2 separate regions of the Sus scrofa genome follow, and region 2 is linked to region 1. A link is a contact called in public HiChIP or PLAC-seq data. All regions are on one chromosome and are shown on one strand. The core of a region is the stretch at or near the end of the contact, and the rest is flanking DNA. Distances in the headings are between cores, read along the strand shown.

Region 1 (4,420 bases), core at 589-3,088:
GGTGCCAAAGACAAACCCAGTCTTCTTCACATCTCGCCAGAAAATCAGGTCGTGCACTGCCAAAAGAAAAGGGAACATACCTTGTATGAACACCTACGAGCCATGAGGCCAGGACTATTCGCTCTGGCTGTGTCCTGCACACCTGAGAAGCATCATACTAGCACGCAATCATGCAACTACAGGTGCACCCTCCGTAAGAGAATGTGATAAAGAAAATCAGATTACATCAGGGATGATGATTCACACTGCTAAAGAGTCCTCTGGTCTCTAGGGAGGTTTAGAGAAACTCAGAAACTTATTTTTTAGTCATGACTAACTGAAGTGCAATGGCATAAAGTGTCATTTACTTTTAATGTTTCAACAGAGCAGGTATAGGAAAATCTTGTCTTTTTTTTTCTAGGGCCGTACCGTGGCATATGGAGGTTCCCAGGCTAGAGGTCGAATTGCAGCTATAGCCGCTGGCCTGCACCAGAGCCACAGCAATGCCAGATCGGAGCCGTGTCTGTGACCTACACCACAGCTCACGGCAATGCTGGATCCTTAACCCACTGAGCAAGGCCAGGGAGCGATCCTGCTCCATGGATACTAGTTGGGTTCATTTCCGCTGAGCCATAATGGGAACTCCAGAAAATCTTGATAAATGCTGACTAAATGAAGCAAACCATGCTTATAAATTAGTCAGGTCAACAGCTATAGTATAAACCAAAGGTAACCTGAAATGTGGAAACTGGAGTGGGGGCAGAGAGAGTGGTGAATAAAAACCCATCAAGTTCTGTCAGTGTTGGTTACAATGAAACAGCAGCCCCTATGCTAATCTGAAGAGAGCTCAGGAAGGATTATGGGTAGGAGACCATATAATTATCTAAACCACACTACTTTTGAAAATGAATGGGGATAACTGTTAGGAAATAGGTATACCAAGGCTGTTTGAGGCAAGTGGTTCGTAGGGTTGGGAAATCCAAAATGGAAAAATCTAAGTTCTTTTACTTAAAGACACTTCAAAAACTCTGAGTATGAGGGCTAGCAATTACCTCCAATCTAGCAATGATACAACATCTGAACTTCAATCTGTGAAGAAGGCTAACTTCAACACTAATAGCCCCAGGCCAGTTTCTTCTGTACTACTCTTTGCTTATAAAGAAAAGAAATATGGACTTTGGGGGTTGGAGAGACAGGAATTTGAGTTTAGTAATTTTTAGCCATATTACCTTAATTAACCGTTCAAAACCTATGTTTTCTCATCTGTATGATGAAGAAAGTGACACCTATTTCTTAGCGTTGTTTAAAGGAATAAAGCTAATTAATGTGGAGAATGCTTAGTACTATAAATGACCCACAGTAAACACTCAAATTTTATTTTATTTTATTTTTTTTATTTTGGCTTTTTTGTCCTTTTTAGGGCCGCACCCATGGCATATGGAGGTTCCCAGGCTAGGGGGCTAATCTGAGCTGTAGCCATAGGCCTATGCCAGAGCCACAACAACACCAGAGCCACAGCAACGAGGGATCCAAGCCACGTCTTTGACCTACACCACAGCTCACTGCAACGCCGGATCCTTAACCCACCGAGCGAGGCCAGGGATCAAACCCGCAACTTCATGGTTCCTAGTCAGATTCGTTTCCGCTGCTCCACAACAGCAACTCCTCAAACATCAACTATGATCCAAAAGTATGGTTAGCCTAGATAACTGTAATTGAGGGTCAAGTGAACTAGAATCAGATTCAGCTGACCCAACAGCACCCAGTTCTTCCCCATATTCAGCTAAAACACTCTCCTGTGAAGCCAAATCTTGCTAGAGCCAAGGGACCTAACTTGAGACTAAGAAAACACTAAAGATATGCTGATTGTACAAAAGGACTAATCACTGGTTCAGAGATTCTGTCTAAGGGCTGTGACTCACTAGGAGAAAAAAAAGAGGAATTATGATTCTTTTTTTTTTTTTGGTCTTTTTTGGTATTTCTTGGGCCGCTCCTGCATATGGAGGTTCGCAGGCTAGGGGTTGAATTGGAGCTGTAGCTGCCAGCCTACACCAGAGCCACAGCAACGCTGGATCCGAGCTGCGTCTGCAATCTACACCACAGCTCACGGCAACGCCGGATCGTTAACCCACTGAGCAAGGGCAGGGACCGAACCCACAACCTCATGGTTCCTAGTCAGATTCGTTAACCACTGCGCCACGACGGGAACTCCGGAATTATGATTCTTGATGGGAAGCTGAGTCCCAGAGAGTTATCTTGCAAAGGGAAGACAGAACTAGGAGACAGTTCAGACTCATCTGATTGAACAGGAAAGCTGAAGAGAACACTGCCTGCTTACAAGAGCAAACGCTTAGCAGAATTCCTACAGTCAGAGCCCAAGTATACGTACGACACAGTTCATATGAATACAAGAACAGTTTCAACACAGAATGCTTAGGGAACCAAGAATAGCTCAAGACGGAGTAAGGCTTAGTAGTGGAACCAATGGATACCATGTGCCTCCCAATGTAAAACGCTGACAAGGACATAACATCACTCGATGTATTTTTTTTTTTTGCTGCACCATGCCATGTGAAGTCCAGACAGACTGAACCACCCACAGTGACCGCGGATGCTTAACCTGCTGAGTCACGAGGGAACTCTCAAGGGACGGTTTTTAAAAGATGGGGAAACACTAAAGCATACTTACATGCAGTCACAAACAAGGAGAGATGAAGATACGGGGCAGAAACAGTGAGGTCCAGGAGAAAGGAGGAGTGGATATCCAGAGCCCAGGTGAGGGCCGACACTTGCTAGAGCGATGCAGTGAAGAGGAACAGGTCGCACACAGGCCCATTCACAGATCTGAAGATTGGAAATGGAGGGACTCCTTTCTGAATGTTTCTATTTTCTCAATAAAAGGGAGCTGAGGTCACTGGTTGGAACAGGGGCAAGGGGATGAAGATGGTTTACAGAGAGAGCAAAAGATATGAAATGGTTGTTTCGGAAAATTGAGAAAGTGTCTTAAAGCTTTAGAAGAAAGCAGGAATAAGCCTTTGTGATCTTGGATTAGGCAACAGTTTCTCAGATGTGATCGCAAAAGCACAAAAGTAAAAGAAAAAACAGATAAGCAGGACCATATCAAAATTAAAAACCTTTGTGCTACAAACAATACCAAGAAAGTGACAAGAAAACGTTCAGAATGAGAGACTGTATTTGTAAATTATTTATCTGATACAGTATTTGTGTCCAGGATATCTATATGAATATATAAAGAATTTTAACTCAGTAATACAAACAGCCCAAATGAAAAAAAGAAAAAGAGTATCTGAATAGAAGTTTCTCCAAAAATATACAAGTGGCCAATAAACACATAAAAAGAGGCATAATACCATCAGTCATTAGGGAAATGCAAATAAAAACCACAGTGAACCCACTAGAATAGCTATAATAATAAAAAGTACACTAACAAATATTGGCAAGGATGTGAATAAACTGGAACCTCATGCATTCCTTGTGGGAATGAAAAAAATGGTGCAGCCATTTTGGAAAACAATTTGGCAGTTCCTCAAAAAGTATAACATAAAAGAGTTATTATATGACTCAGGAATTAGAGGAATAAAAACATACAACACAAAAAATCTGTGTACACCAACGTCCAGAGAACATTATTCACAATAGGAAAAAAATGGAAAACAATGCAAATGTCCATCAACAGATAAAGGACACATAAAATGTAGTACATCTGTACAATGGAATTATTACTTGGCAATAAAAAGAAATGAAATTCTAAGGTCACATATTATAAGCTGGATAAAACATGAAAACAGGAGTTCCCGTCGTGGCGCAGTGGTTAACGAATCCGACTAGGAACCATGAGGTTGAGGGTTCAATCCCTGGCCTCGCTCAATGGGGTAAAGATCCGGCCTTGCCGTGAGCTGTGATTGCAGACGTGGCTCAGATCCTATGTTGCTGTGGCTCTGGCGTAGGCCGGCGGCTACAGCTCCGATTGGACCCCTAGCCTGGGAATCTCCATATGCCGAGGGAGCGGCCCTAGAAATGGCAAAAAGACAAAAAAAACAAACAAACAAACAAACAAAAAACCCATGAAAACAACAGGCTAACTGAAAGAAGCCAATCACAAAAGATCACATATTGTATGATTCCATTTACATAGAAGATCTAGAATAAACAAATCTATAGAGACAAAAAATAGATTAGTGGTTGTTTAGGGCTGTGGTGGTGGTGATGGTGGGAAATGGGGAATGACTGTTAATGGGTATGGGGTTTCTTTTTTTGTGGGGGGACTAAAATGTTTCAAAATTGGATAGTGGTGATGACACAAAAAAATCTTATATACTTTAGGAGTATACACTCCGTTGTGGCTTGGCAGAGTTCCAGCTGTGGCTCAGCAGGTTAAGAACCTGACTAGTGTCCATGAGGATGTGGGTTCAATTCCTGT
Region 2 (4,420 bases), core at 1,377-3,876, 140 kb after region 1:
AAAAGTAGCAGTGATGATAAAAAAGAGAAGGTTAGGCTAAATAAATCTGATTTCATCCCTGGTGATATTGCATAACAATTGAGGGTCTTATTACACCTGGCTTCTACTTCAGGTAAATGTCCATATTCTCATAGATCAAGAAACTCCAAATAGAGATTACTGTCCAGACTTGGGAAGTGATAAATACTTTATGAAATTTAGCGTGCTACATTAGGAAGATTTGGTAGATTTATAAAATATCTCCTACCCATCTCTTTTTTTTTTTTTCTTTTTCAGCTGCACCTGTGGCATGTGGAAATTCCCAGGCTAGGGACCGAATCCAAGCTGTGGCTGTAACACTGGATCCCTTAATCCTTGCCTCCACAGCTTCCTGACACACTGCAGTCTGATTCTTAACCCGGTGCGCCACAGCGGGAATACACTCATTTTTTAAAAGGATAATACTTTTATCATACCTAGGTTTTAAACAAATTCTTATTGACGTATGGTTGATTTACAATGTTGTGTCATCTCATTTTTAGTTCTTTAGTGATTATTAATTGACTAAAGGACAGATTCACAAGTTCATATATAAGTAGAACATTTGGTTTTAATCAAAATTGAAACATAATTTAATAAAATACATATGTCAGTATGCACAAATAATACTTAGAACATTTGAATACAATTCTAAATCTTGAGATCGTGAAATAACCAAGAAATATTTTCTATCACTTACTCCTACGAACATGAAATTCAACACTTCTTGCAAAATGAAACAACACAAATTGGCCACATCACATTTCTCTTCCGGAGGCTTTAGCCCGATGCACTAACCATCCACCCCTAAGAGGCAAAACCTTGACAGCACAACCACAATAACAGCACCAACAATTCTCCTGGACTCCCCCTTACAGAAAATGAAGCCGGAACATACTACGAAACAAAAAGAGGTACCATCTCTACTGGTCCCAAAGAGTTCCTCTTTCATTTCTTGGCCTGAGGGTTTCTCAGCCTCAGCACTGTTGACATTTTGGGCCATTGACAATGAAGATAAGTCTTTCTGCCTTTTTTTAGGGTTGCACCTGTGGCCTATGCAAGTTCCCAGGCTAGGGGTCCAATCGGAGCCTTAGCTGCTGACCTACACCACAGCCCAGGCAACTCCAGATCCGAGCCGCACTTTGACCTATACCACAGCTCATAGCAACGCCGGATCCTTAACCCACTGAGGGAGGCCAGCAATTGAACCTGCATCCTCATGGATGCTAGTCTGATTCGTTTGCACTGAGTCATGACAGGAACTCCCTGTGTTCAGCTCTTTGAAGCAGACTGAATTTTCCTTCTGCAGAATATGTGTGACTCATCTAACTCCCCAGTTAGAGGGAAGCCATGGATTTAAATGAAAATGTAGTTTGTGTTTTACATGCCCCAGAGTATTCTAAAAAAAGAATCTCCTATTTTCCACCTACCTGTCTAAAAATACTCAGGCTCCAAAAAAGTGTACACTTCGTAAGCTTTGTAAATAAGCCTTCGTACTGAATAGTACTTGAAAAAAGGCAACGAGGATAAGTGACAGGTCCTGCTGTACAGCATAGGGAACTATATGCAGTCTCCCCGGCTAGCCCATGGTGGAAAAGAAGATTAAAAAAAAGCATGTGTGGAGTTCCCGTCGTGGCGCAGTGGTTAACGAATCCGACTAGGAACCATGAGGTTGCGGGTTCGGTCCCTGCCCTTGCTCAGTGGGTTAATGATCTGGCGTTGCCGTGAGCTGTGGTGTAGGTTGCAGATGCGGCTCGGATCCCTCGTTGCTGTGGCTCTGGCGTAGGCCGGTGGCTACAGCTCCGATTCAACCCCTAGCCTGGGAACCTCCATATGCCGCGGGAGCGGCCCAAGAAATAGCAACAACAACAACAACAACAACAAAAAAAAGACAAAAGACAACAACAACAAAAAAATAGCATGTGTGCATGTATAGATACATAAATAACCGAGTCACTGTTATATGGCAGAAACTGGTACAACATTGTAAAGCAACTATACTTTATTTTTATTTTTTAATGTATTTTATTTTTTATTTTTTATTTTTTGAGGAATCCAAACATTCAGTTTATTAAACTAAGGCTAGTGAAGCCATAGCATGAAAAAAAGCCGCAGTCATTTGGGACAAGTGGATGATTTTATAAAGCTAAAATCAAAAGACTTAAGACATGGAAAAATTCATAAGTATGAGGAAGTAATAAAACAAAAATATGACCACAAGAATTACAAACATATTTAAATCTCAGACCTGGGAATTGAACTATACACATTCTTCTAGGGGAGAAAAGAAAATCCTTATATGTTCTGATAGCAGCAACTATACTTTAATAAAAGAAAATAAGTAAATATAAAACACACCAAAAAAGGCACCTAAGAGCTACACTCATGCTGAATTCTACCCTGTGTCAGATAAAACAGTAAGACAAATAGAAATGGAAGAGGTGGCCAAGGTGTATTATTACATAAGCCTGGACAAATTGCAGGGTACTGTTTTTAAATTACTGTAAATATTAAAGTCAAGTTTCTTTTTTGGCTGCTCTGTGGCCTATGGAAGCTCTGAAGCCAGAGCTCAGTCAGACCCCAGCCACAGCCGTGGCCTATGCCACACCTGCTACAACGCCAGATCCCTTAACCCACAGCACTGGGCCAGGGATTGTAACTGTATCCTGGCGCTGCAGAGACAACACCCATTATGCCATAGCAGGAACTCCAAAACCAAATTTTTTTTTTTTTTTTTTTTTTGTCTTTTTGCAATTTCTTGGGCCGCTCCTGCGGCATATGGAGGTTCCCAGGCTAGGGGTCGAATCGGAGCTATAGCCAACCTACGCCAGAGCCACAGCAACGCAGGATCCGAGCCACGTCTGCGACCTACACCACAGCTCATGGCAACGCCGGATCGTTAACCCACTGAGCAAGGGCAGGGATCGAAACTGCAACCTCATGGTTCCTAGTCAGATTCGTTAACCACTGTGCCACAACGGGAACTCCCTGTATGAATATTTTATAACAGTTCTTTTTTGGGCCACACCCGTAGCATATGCAAATTCCCAGGCTAGGGGTCGAATCGAAGCTGCAGCTGCTGGCCCATGGCCTAGGCCACAGCAATGCCAGATCTGGGTGTGTCGCAAGCCTACATCACAGCTCATGGCAACCCCAGATGCTTAACCCACTGAGCAAAGACAGGGATGGAACCCGCCTGCTCATGAATACTAGTCTGGTTCGTTACCACTGAGCCACAACAGGAACTCCTCATAACTGTTCTTACTTTGTAATCTCTCATGGTCTAAATTCAATTGCTTTCTAAATAACACTACTCTTCTTATATCCACTTAGAACATTCCTGAAGGTGAAGAAAGCACATTAGAATTTTCTTTTTCCTGTTAACCAACTATAATGGAAAAAATACAAATCATTAAAAATAAAAATTATTTTCTTTTTCCTAGAAATAAAACAATTCTAGGGCTTAACTCAGAGGTGCCATGTAGCATAAAGCAGTTAACTGTCTGCAGTCTGATAGTGTTTCAGTTTTCTGACGTTCCCGTTGTGGCTCGGCAGTTGACAAACCTGACTTCTGCCCACGAGAGTTCGCTCCCTGGCCTCGCTCAGTGGGTTAAGGATCTGGCATTGCCGTGAGCTGTGGTGTAGGTTGCAGATGTGGCTTGGATCCTGCATTGCTGTGGCTGTGGCGTATGCCCACAGCTGTAGCTCCGATTTGACCCCTAGCCCGGGAACCTCCATATGCTTTGGGTGTGGCCCTAAAAAGAGTACCACCCCCAAAGGACTTCAGCTTTCTCACTTTATTTTTTTAATTCTTTTTTATTAAGGGAGAATTGCAATGATTTTTAATATTTATTTATTTATTTAGCTTTTTAGGGCCGCACCCACGGCATATGGACGTTCCCAGGCTAGGGGTCTAATTGGAGCTACAGCTGCTGGCCTACACCACAGTGCACAGCAACGCCGGATCCTTAACCCACTGAGCGAGGCCAGGGATTGAACCTGCAACCCCATGGTTCCTAGTCGGATTCGTTCCTGCTGCGCCACGATGGGAACCCCTCAGTTTTCCCACTTTAAAAAAAAGACAGATTTCTTAGCATTTCTAAGGAGGGAGATGTTTTTTGTTTCATGATCTCCTGATTGAAGGCCTCTCATGCACACCCTGTAGTCCTTTTTCAGGACCAGAACTCTTGTAATACCAGCACAGTGGCTGGGCGGGACCCATCAGCCTTGCAGCAAGGCAGTCATCAGCGGCATCTGTAGGTAGCACCGTCTCTCCCAGGCTGATGGTTCCTTCTAGGAAGTCTGCACTCCCAGGACTAGCTGGATACCATTTCTTGTATTGAATTGCACACTCTGACTCAGTACAAAGCCTGAGCACAATGGGCCTATTGTTGTTTTCCTT

Evidence for each region. HiChIP or PLAC-seq counts read pairs in DNA pulled down with a chosen protein or histone mark.
Region 2: a contact with region 1 is called in an H3K27ac HiChIP or PLAC-seq map of alveolar macrophages. The contact joins two enhancer-like sites. A contact is called at or near these places in 3 of 47 Hi-C or Micro-C datasets (embryonic fibroblasts, retroperitoneal adipose tissue and subcutaneous adipose tissue) and 2 of 2 datasets of contacts at active chromatin or transcription factors (alveolar macrophages and skeletal muscle).

Annotation. Positions count from the first base shown.
Region 1 is chr2:8,299,438-8,303,857 of Sscrofa11.1, forward strand. RTN3 (reticulon-3) reads right to left here. Exons shown (of 11, transcript XM_021082903.1): 6 at 1-56. Among named protein-coding and RNA genes, the nearest start is that of C2H11orf95, 20 kb to the left of the region's middle. Within about 2 kb of position 1,839, at least 4 of the 83 cell types and tissues checked have an H3K27ac peak or open chromatin away from gene starts, as enhancers often do. A contact at or near this core is called in alveolar macrophages, where this site is marked.
Region 2 is chr2:8,434,300-8,438,719 of Sscrofa11.1, forward strand. All of the region lies in intron 4 of PLA2G16 (phospholipase A2 group XVI), which reads left to right. Among named protein-coding and RNA genes, the nearest start is that of PLA2G16, 23 kb to the left of the region's middle. Within about 2 kb of position 2,627, at least 4 of the 83 cell types and tissues checked have an H3K27ac peak or open chromatin away from gene starts, as enhancers often do. A contact at or near this core is called in alveolar macrophages, where this site is marked.